3 separate regions of the Mus musculus genome follow, and all the other regions are linked to region 2. Evidence: chromatin contacts called from public ChIA-PET and HiChIP or PLAC-seq data. All regions are on one chromosome and are shown on one strand. Each heading gives the region's core, a stretch centred on a gene start, on an enhancer-like site or on the middle of the called end of the contact. The rest is flanking DNA. Distances are from core to core; before and after follow the strand shown.

The links. ChIA-PET counts read pairs in DNA pulled down with a chosen protein or histone mark. HiChIP or PLAC-seq counts read pairs in DNA pulled down with a chosen protein or histone mark.
Region 1: a contact with region 2 is called in an H3K4me3 HiChIP or PLAC-seq map of bone marrow-derived macrophages, with 7 times the contacts expected there. The contact joins the promoter of Aifm2 here to the promoter of Hk1 in region 2. A contact is called at or near these places in 1 of 484 Hi-C or Micro-C datasets (embryonic stem cells) and 2 of 115 datasets of contacts at active chromatin or transcription factors (bone marrow-derived macrophages and pancreatic cancer cells).
Region 3: an RNA polymerase II ChIA-PET map of memory CD8 T cells shows a contact between it and region 2, with 6 read pairs. The contact joins the promoter of 1700120B22Rik here to the promoter of Hk1 in region 2. A contact is called at or near these places in 1 of 484 Hi-C or Micro-C datasets (CD4 T cells) and 1 of 115 datasets of contacts at active chromatin or transcription factors (memory CD8 T cells).

Annotation. Positions count from the first base shown.
Region 1 is chr10:61,713,611-61,716,892 of GRCm38.p6, forward strand. It overlaps Aifm2 (apoptosis-inducing factor, mitochondrion-associated 2), which reads left to right and starts at 1,653. Exons shown (of 10, transcript NM_001284300.1): 1 at 1,653-1,742.
Region 2 is chr10:62,338,827-62,342,370 of GRCm38.p6, forward strand. Hk1 (hexokinase 1) reads right to left here and starts at 1,595. Exons shown (of 18, transcript NM_001146100.1): 1 at 1,187-1,595. The coding sequence starts at 1,249. It overlaps Hk1os (hexokinase 1, opposite strand), which reads left to right and starts at 1,408. Exons shown (of 3, transcript NR_168630.1): 1 at 1,408-1,586.
Region 3 is chr10:63,242,708-63,246,020 of GRCm38.p6, forward strand. It overlaps 1700120B22Rik (RIKEN cDNA 1700120B22 gene), which reads right to left and starts at 1,446. Exons shown (of 2, transcript NR_166111.1): 1 at 1,180-1,446; 2 at 1-557. Herc4 (hect domain and RLD 4) reads left to right here and starts at 1,090. Exons shown (of 25, transcript NM_026101.4): 1 at 1,090-1,456; 2 at 2,711-2,741; 3 at 3,115-3,313. The coding sequence starts at 3,193.

The DNA.
Region 1 (3,282 bases), core at 403-2,902, 630 kb before region 2:
ACCCCAGAAGATCAAATTGGTGGAGGGTGGGGAGCTGCCTGTGGATGGGACAAAGGCAGCAGCAGGTGTCTCTGAAGGACAGTTTTTAAGGAGAAAAAGGGGAAGTCTGTACTCAGATGAGTTGGTGAATCCTGACTGGACAGTTAGCCAGTGCAGCCAAATCATGAATTTTGATGGCTGGACCTTGGTGTTCAGTCTCAGAAATGAGTCAGAGGCCAGTTAGGGGAGCCGACCTTGCGGGGCTAGCTTTAGTAATGATCTAAGGATTTAGCCAGGAGAGGGAAGGGGAAAGGGTAAAAGCTGCTGGTACCATGTATGTCGTGCCTGGGCCTGTTGGAGCCCTTCAGGTAGCTTCTGTCTCTGTCTGTTTCTGTGTGTGCAACAGTAGCAATTATAGAAGACAGGATGGAAATGATGGAAATGTTCATGTGTGAAATTCTCATCAAAACAAGTGTTCAAAGCAAAACAAAACAACCAACCAAATAAAGAAATGCTACCTACTGCCTATGTATGTTTGAGACAGGGTCTCTCACTGTAGCCCAGGATATCCTTGAACTTGTAAACCTCCTTGTCTCAGCCTCCCCAGTGGCTGTGGGTACAAGCATGAGTTAGTACACCCTGCTCAGGTATGTACGTGACCTCACGGACACTTGCCTACTGCCCCTAGGGTAGGGGACAATATCTGCTTGGAGACAGATGCCCTATCGTTCCCCTATGTAGCTTCGAATGCTCTGGCTTTCCTATCTCTGGCATCCTTCTGTGACTTGGCACACATGCTTGCTTCTCTCCCTTGCTCAGGGCTGACTTCAGTATGGGAGAGAGGCCTGAATACTTTTTGATCTCCAAGCTTCCTTACAGCAGTAGGTGACAGGAGATGTGGTAGTGTTTTGTTTGTCTTCTTGTTGTTGTTGTTTTGTTTTGTAGGGTTTTTGAGACCTGGTTTCTCTGTGTAGCCCCTGGATGTCCTGGAACTTGCTCCGAGTTGGCCTCAAACTCAACAGACATCCTCCTGCCTCTGCCTCCCTAGTGCTGGGATTAAAGGCTGCACCACTGCAGTCTGTCAGCAGTGGTGGTTTGATGGCTTCATTTTTTTGACAGGATCTCAGGAAGTCCAAAGTGGACTCAGTAGCCAATTTCTAACCCTCTTGCCTCTACTTCCTAAATGCTAGGATTACAGGTATGCACCACCGTGCTCTGCTTCTGTGGGTAAGAAATCCAGGGCACTCAGGATAGGCAAACAGCTCCTGAGTCTTGTGTTAAACCCCTTCTTTCTCCAGGCTACCATATAACCAAAGGATATACCGGTTCCGCTCTCCATTTTAAAGCTCCAGTGCAGGACCAAAGACTGGGCGAACAGCAGGCGCTCAGTCCGTATGCACATGTGTGCAGATGGCAAAGCTAGTGTGTGTGTGTGTGTGTGTGTGTGTGTGTGTGTGTGTGTGTGTGTGTTTGTGTGTGTGTGTGTGTGTGTGTTGGGGAGGCTCTCGGTTGTCTCCCAGAAACCCCTGGCAAAACTAAGGCGCAGGATCTTGGCAGGCTGAGAGGCTAGCTAGGCTGCATCAGCGCTGGGAGTGTCCAAGTAGGGAGCGGCTGGTAGGCGGTCAAGGTCAGTTCCAGGGCAGCGGGAGGGGCGGGGCTCGGGGGCGGGGCTCGGGGCGGGGCTGCGACCCGGAGACAGTGATGGGCACGCCCCGACACGGGGCCTCAGCGCCGGAAGACGCGAGGACCAAGGACCGCTACAGGTGAGGTCACTGGGGATCCTTGTTCCCTCGCGCGGCGTGGGGTACACTAGGGGCATGACAGGGGCCGCGGAATTAGGAGGGGGCCGTTGCCTAGGATACTTAACGCCGGTCCGGAGGACCAGGTTCCTCGGGATTCATTGCTCCTCAATGTCCGCTAAATCTGTCCGGGAAGAACTTGGGGTCTTGGGAGGGGGAAGCAGGACGCGCAGGGGTAGCGGGGCAGGCGTGGCCTTGATCTTGGGAGGGTCTCAGACAGAAGGACTGAGGTGTCTGAGTGCAGCGGGAGACCCTTAGGAATCTCAGAGAAAGTGAGTAGGGTTACCCAGGGGTGCATTGGAGGCCTGCTTCACCCCGCCCCCCTGTGAAATAGGGGTTCTGTTAGAAAAAGCGAGACCAGCAATGACTGAATCCCCTTCTCTTCTCTCTCTCTCTCCCTCTCTCTCTTTCTCTCCTCCCCCTCTCTCTTTCCCTTTCCCACTCTCCCTCTCTCTTACTCTTTCTTCCTCCCTCCTCCCCCTCTTCCCAGGCACCCTGTTCTTTCCAAGACCACACACTCCACACATCCCCATAGCTCACTAAGATAATTTTGACCCTGGGATTTAGGGGTGTGGGGGGGGAATGCTCAGCTGTCTTAAGAGCTGAGGCCCCCGGGGGAGGACAGGTGTAGTTTGGAAAGAAACTTCCAGATCTCCCCACTCAGCACCTATGAACCAAGGCTAGCATCAGCTTCTAACATGAGCCTGTGTCCCCTGCCAACACACCCCAAGTGCTCAGCCACACTCTCAAGGGACTGCATGTCAACACTGGCCTAAGTCACCTCCTGTTCACTAGAGCTGGGCCTATCAAGTACTGTACAGCCAGTGGGCCTTGTCTGGAGGGAGATGCAGGTTGGCAATGGCCAGGGATGGGCAGGTCACTTGGGGTGTGTGTGTGTGTGTGTGTGTGTGTGTGTGTGTGTGTCTGAGTGCAGGAGTGTCTATGCCAAAGTGAGTGCTTCTTTTCCTTCTCCTCTTCATTCTATCAGCCAGTCCCTTTTAGCATGGGGTGTTTTTCAACGGTATATCTAGGGGTGCATTCCTCAGCAGCTGTCCCTAGAGTGCTCACTCTCAGCCTGGTCTTTGGTGTCCAAAGAGGGGAGCCATCGCCTCCCTTCCCCAGTGGAAGAGGGGACAGATATCATAGCCTATTGAGTCACACTTCAGGAGCCTCTTCTGCCTCGAGGCCACAGTGGAGATGTGGCTACCCTGTGTGTCAATGTTGAAATTTTCCTTCCTGAGAAGCCTGGATGACTCAAAAGGCTGGGTGGTGATTTTTGTGGCGGAGACAGCAGGGTGGCTTCACTTTGGCCTGGGTGCACAGGGTTCCTGTTGTGTGTTGTCTGAAGCTTGACCTCTGAACAGCTATGGCAGAAATGTGTTCCACTAGATTCCTGAAGGTCTCTTTACACCGGGTTCAGGCTGCCTGTCTGGCAGAGAGGACGGTTGATAGGCAAGTTCAAGTGTGAACCACCACATTGTGTATGTGTTTGTACGTTTTGGGA
Region 2 (3,544 bases), core at 345-2,844:
AAGTTCTCGAGTGGGAGGAGGGTCAGAGCCCCGCCCAGACTCCACCTCTAACCAGCTGTGTGACCTTCAGGAGGTCACAGTCCCCGGTAAGACTGCTTCTGAAGGTGCAGGATGAGAAGTCTCAGGCCAGGAAAGGACAGAGCCTAGTCACTGCCGCCTCTCACCTGTAGATAGTACCTCTTGTCCCAGTGTCTGTCAGGGTGATGATGCTATTAACCTATCCTAGGGTAGGTAAGGCATACCCATAGCACAAATAAAAATGTCCTAGGTGTTTTCCTAACCAACTTAGTCTATCTCAGGAAAAAAACATCCCGTCTTACTGATGGTGGCAGAAAAGTGAGGTACATCTTTAAGACCCACCAGCAGACGGCACTTTATACTAGATGAACATCACCCCTAGGACCCAGCGTCCATGTGCAAGAACTCACAAGTCACAAGGAACGAATGCCAACCCCTCCGAGCTCTTCAAGTGACTAAAGTGTCTTATTTGAGCTCCTAGGCTGAGACTGCCTGGAAATTACAGGTTTAGAGGAAGAAAAAATTCCATTCAGACGTGCGGTTCTCGACCTGAGGCCTATGAGCAAAGTTTCCGGTGGCCTCTGCTCCCCTCCCCTCACCGGAAAGCCAGGCGGGTCACCCCGTCCTCAGAGTAAGGAGCAGCTGCAACAGCTGGGGGAGCCCAGTGACAGTTTCAGGAGGGCATCGTATTCTCCAAATGGGAACCCCAAATATGGGATGCCTGGCTTCCAGCCAGCACCCCCGCCAGCTGCTCACTCACCTCCCCAGCCTATCTCGGCGATCACACCTTCCCCGCCCACGGCGCGCGTGGACCTTTCAAAACAGGCCTATAGACAGGCCAGCTGGTCCCCACCTAGACAGGTCTCAGCCCGGCACTGCGTGCGGGTACCCATCTGACATCCATGGTCCTTTTCAAGGACACTGCAGTATGCAATCCAGCCGTGGGAGGAAGGGGGGGGGTCTTCAGCCGGCCGCCCAGCTCCTCAAACCACAAGCACGCCCGCATGCCCACAATGCCCGGGTGAATCCCAGCATGAGGCCTGTCGCCTGCACCCTGTAGTCCAACTAGATGCTGTCTAGCCGGGAGAGGCCGGGGGGAGGATGCAGGCGGTGGCGAGCGGATGCGGGAATGCAAGGCTGTGGCCAGGGCGGCGCCGGCGGGGCTCACCTTTTTGACTTGGTCATCCTTCAGCTCGGTGAAGTAATATGCCAGTAGTTGCGCGGCGATCATGTTGACGGTGGGGGATGCGGAGAAGCAGGTGTGGGGCCAGTGGCTCCTCAGTAGCCCTGGTGAGCAGTGGTCCTCCAGCGGCGGATCCGCGACTCCACCTCCTCCTCCCTTGGCTCCTCCCCCTCAGTCCCTGGGCGGGGCGTCTGCCTGCTCTCTCCAGACCTCCGAGCTCCCGTCCCCGGGAGGGTGACAACCGCCAGCCGGCCCACCTCCTCAGTCCCCATTGGCTACAAGGCGCCACTGCCGCGCTATGGCTGGGGCTTCCCAGCCAGAGCAGGAGAATGACGGCCGCTCCCTCCCGCGCCGGAAAGGAGGCATCACCCTGCACGTTCCCCACGTAAGGAGCGCGCGGTCACGCGTGGTGGCACAGTGCCAAGCCAGAGTGGGTGGGGTGTGGGACACGATCTGGAGGGGACCAGAGGACAGATCCAGGACACCACAAACTGGAGAACGCGAACGGAGCCACACCCCTTCCTCGGAGATTAGGGCTCGTCCCCCACCCCTCCCATCCTCCCTGTTGGGGAAGCACACAAGTGGGCGTGGAAAGAGAGCGGAAGCCGAAACTAGGCGGCTTCACAGATCTTGCACTGGGTCCCTGTGCCTGCCTGCCATCGAGGATCCAAAATCTAAGGATGATGCTCGGAGTCCCACCACAGCCTGTCAGAGTTCACATAGCGAAACCCAAAGCGCCTGCCCCTGTGACATCATGTAAGAGCTCATGGTCCCCGAGTGGGAATTTTGGCCTATTCCCAGCCTGTCCCGATCCTCCCACCCTTCTCTAGCTCTTGGGCATCCGGGTTCTGGGAGGTTGGGGGTACTGTTCAGGACTCAGGTTGAGGGGAAATCGTATTTGTACCTTATGACAAGTAAGAACTCTGACATACAGAAGTGGCTCTGATTCTACAGGTGAGGAGTCTGAGGCAATGCGTTACAGTTGCTGCTCAGGAGTCGGGCAGGGTTTTCTTAGCTTCAGTGCTGGTGACCTGGCCGTTGTATGCAGTGTCTCTTACTTAAGCTTCCCTTGCAGGCCATGTTCCCATGACCAGGGCTGCAGCATCTGTCCTGAGGGAACTATAGAGGCTAACTTCTAGCCCACACCTGGGGGGCTAGGAGCCCATGCCTGGAACACCCCTCAAGTACCCCAGGACCCTTCCAGCCACCACTGCCCACTGAGAAAGAGGTGGTAGACCTGATACCTCTATCCAGGACACATCCCCACCCTGCCCAATGGCAGGTGCAGATGTGTCCTCAGTCACTTCTTTACCCCTAAGATGGAGCTGTAACTACTGATGTCTACACCCCATGATTTTTGTGAAAGAGCATAAACACTTGTGTCTAACAAATTAAGTGGGAAGTACTCTCATAGAATGAACTTGGGAGCCTACAGGTTAAAGTTTGGGGGGGGGGGCGCAACCTGTATATCGCCATTTCCAGGCCCAGGGAGGGCCTAACTGTTGTATTTAAATTATTTTCCTAATAGGATCTCCCCTCAAAAAGATTAGCATTTGAGGCCCACATAAATCTCAAACTAACACACACACACACACATATGCACAGGCGAACGCTACCAACATGGCCACCAGTGTCAGGACAAAATGGTTCTTCTAAGCTGCATTCGACTCTGCAAATGTAGTTCTGCCAGCCAGCTCTCAAGGCTGGGACATCTTTGAGGATGGAGGGTTGTTTTGTTTTCTCAGAGCTCTGTAGGTTGAATGGGCCATCTCTCTGCTCCCCGTGTTAGACTCACGGCCCCCTCACTCAGCCTTCAGCTATCACTATAATCTGTCCCCATACAACCCTTACCCAACAAACCAGAATTGGGAAAAAGCTGGCCAAACTTATAGGCAGGTAGGCACCTCTGCTATCCCTTCCCCCAACCCCTGTACCAAGGTGACTCAGTACACACACACACACACACACAGAGGCACTAAGGCTTAGCATTATTTCCTAATTCACATCTCTAAGTCAGACTCACTGCCGCTCCCAATACCATTACCACCCCAGTTTTTCGCCTGTCTAGCTAGAAATATTACAAGAACATTTAAGGTGGCTTTCTGGTTGTTGGCTACCAGCCATCCAAGCCATTCTGAGCTGCAGGCCACGGCACTCTCCCTGAAAAGCAACCTTAATTGTGTTATGTCCCTGCCTGCAGTCCCTTCTGGGCCCTGATGGAGCCGATTTAAACATGTTGGCCCTGTAGCTGACCCTACTCTTTGAGTGTATCTCTTCCCTGGCCCCTGGTCACAACAGGGCTATTTCCCTCTCTCCTCAGACTGCACAGGTCCATTCCACTGT
Region 3 (3,313 bases), core at 196-2,695, 900 kb after region 2:
TAAAACTAACTACTATACAGTTTCAAAACTGCGTTTCAAGGTCTCTTTTTTTTAAAATGAGGCTGTCATTTTATTTACACCTATCCTCTGCTGGAAAGGTCTTGAGCTTCCTTCACTCTAAGCTAGCAGTACAGTTGTTTAGCATGGGACTACCCCCCGCCCCTCCCCACTTCTTCACGATTGACACACACTCAGAGATTGATAGCTACGGAGTTTCCTCCTAAGGATAAAGAGAGCATGGAACCTCTGTTTAAAAGGTTAAAATGTCAGCAAGCTACTCCATGCTCTTGGTCTTGGCGGCTTACCGAGCAAATCTTTTTCTTGTTCCAACAAATTGTCCTCCATTCATTCACTGGGTCCTTTTTTGAGACCACAACACACACAGATTTAGTATCAAGATGATGTTAAAATTGGCCTGTGAAATCTGGATTTCGTTTTCATGAAGCAGGAACTGTAGCTGTAAGCCCTGTTTTTCTCTGAGTGAAAGAGTTTGGGTAATTTAACCTCGTATCTTCCAAGAAGTTAGCTGAAAACGTGAGCCAACACTGTTCCGGAACCTGAAGCAAAGATGTTGACATTCAGTAAGATTAGACTAAGCCATTGCTCCATTGCTAGCAATATATCTTACATGTTCAAATTAGGTTCAGATGAGTTTAAGGGTTTAAAATGAGTCATCATCGGCTTTTCTAACCGTATTTGTGATGGTTTCGTCTGCTACTTCAAAACCAAAATTAGGAAAGGTAGAATAAAATTATGAAAAGGCTAAAACCCTCCAAGCAGAAAGACAAACCAAAATGAAATTTTCACTTGTCAACGCCGAAGCATTGTTAAAAACACACGGACAAGAACAAAAAAAAAAAAGAAGAAGAAGAAGAAGAGGAAGAAAGAAAATACATTTGACAGCTTCTAGCCCTAGCCGGCTGCATTAGCGTCTTAGAGCAGGGAACCGCAACACTGCGCAGGCTCCTGGATCAGACGAACCCTGGGAGGTCTCCCGCGCAGGCGCACGAATGGGGAAGTGGGCGGGGTCGCGCATGCTCCCCGGCTCACTTCCGGCCAGCCCCTCCCCTCCCCCCTCCCCCGCGAAACCACCGCCCCTCTCCCTTGTCGCCTGGCTCTCCCTCGTCGCCAGCCTCTCCCTCAGCTCTCTCCACCCCTCGTGGTCTCCGCCCTGCTCACCGCCAGCCCTTCCCCTCCCGCTCCATCCGGGTCGCTGACGGCTTGTCTCTCGGTCCGGAGAGTGCTGGCGGCAGCGTTTCTCGGAGGAGCCTGGGAAAGTTTCACGGGCGAGCCGGGCAGCAGAGGCAGCGGAGCTGCGGTCGGGGACGTCGGAGGAGCCGTGGTAATCGCCGCGGCCGGCTGAAGGAGGAAGGTCTTGGGAGCTGGAGAGCCGCCCAGAGGTCCAGGGAGCGTCCGTCCTCCATCGCTTAGGGCTCTCCCTGCCCTGAGAGACCCGGTGAGTCGTTGCCCCCCGTGGGTTCGGGGTAGTGTGACGGAGGCGAGCTCCGCTGGGGCCTTGGGGAAGGGCGCCAGCGTCCTCAACGTTTTCCGGGGCCGGAGTGGTGCACCGCCCTCGGGGAAAGGGTCTCCCTGGGGCCGAGGCCGTGGGGCTGAGCCCGGTGGGGTGAACCCTCTCCCCGGCTCGCCCATAGGTAGCTGCGGGAGTTTGGCTGGCCGGCCCGTGAGGCTGGGTGTGTGCAGACCATTCCTCTGCCCCGGGCCGCGGGAGCTGATCGTGAGGTGCATGGTCAGAGAAAGAGGAAACCAAACTGCCTTGCGTTCTCCTACCTGTTGCTGGCGAGAGAACGTCTTTCCCATACTGGTTCTGACTTTTTGGAGGAAAAAAAAAAGGGTACCCAAACGAAGCGCATTGAAATCGGAGCTATGTTCCTGTCTGATGCTAGCCTTGAAAACACAGAGAGAGAGATAGGGAAAGACAATGCAGAACTCTCTGGAACTTTCGAGTTTTGGTGTCCCAAACTTTTTCTGATAGGAGTGGAGTGAGACAGCTTCGGCACTTTCTAAATAAACATAAATGCAAGAAAATTATGTTTTGAAACCTCAGATTCAGCGAAAGGAATTTAGGTGATTTTGGACAGCAAGGATAAGACTGACTTCTATTAATGCTTCTTAATGCACCATGCTTTTTAAAGAAATGTAAAGGGTTTTTTTTTTTTTTTTAATGTTAATGGAGGATTCCCTCACTTGTTTGTGCACCATGCGTGCCCGTAGTGCAGGAAGCCAGTAGAGGGCGTAGGATTGATTCCCTGGGAGGAGTTACACACAGAGAGCAGCCATGTGGGTGCTGGGAATTGAATCAGGATCCTTTAAAAGAGACATCTCTCAGCCCCTTAATGTATGTCTTTCAAGCGCAGAAGTTATATAGATTTTCCTATCAAAAGTTAACCCTGCCTCCAACCTGGTCTTGTTTGGAAAAAAAACTCAGCAGTCCTGTGATTGTTTTTCATCTTTAAGTAATTTTCCTAGAGGTATGTATTATAATCACATTGATTTGGTTTTAAAATTAAATTAGTAGAGTGAGTTCTCGACCTTAGCATTTTGACTTATAAAATGGAGTCGATTGTTTGAAATTACGACTTGATAATTTCTAATTTTGTACATAGCTTATTAGTACAAATAATGAGAATAGTCTACTTTAAATTGTTATTTTTTTTCTAAAGTTCCATTATTGTTTTTATTTATGTTACAGATAAGAACTTCCATTTTCTGTTGATGTGGAGGTAGGTATCAGATTGTTCTGTGGGGGACTGGAAGATTATGTTTCTGCAGTTGGCTGGATACTTGCTTGTTTGGGCATTGGACACATGCCTTATTTACTGTTCTCATTAAATGTATGTAAACACGAAAACCTAATTTCATTAGAGTACTTATATAGCAGAGTTAAAGCCAGTTACTGTTTTAAGTTTTGCAAAGAATAGTAGAAGGTGATGTCATTTCCTAAACATTTGTATATGGCCCTTTAAAACTGAGAGAACTGACTGTCACCCCAAGCATATTATAAGTATTAAACAAGTGCAGTCCTCATTTTAGCTTAACACTCGATGAGAGAGCAGCTTGCTTTGAGGTCTTACTAACTTTTGTTTTTCTCCTCAGACATAGGGTACCTCCCAGTTTCCAGTGTTTCAGAAGGGACTTTTGTATTGAAACTGGAAGACCAAGGTCATTCCAAGCATGTTGTGCTGGGGCAATGCATCCTATGGACAACTAGGTTTGGGAGGAATTGATGAAGAAATTGTACTAGAGCCCAGGAGAAGTGACTTTTTCGTGAACAAAAAGGTCCGAGATGTAGGCT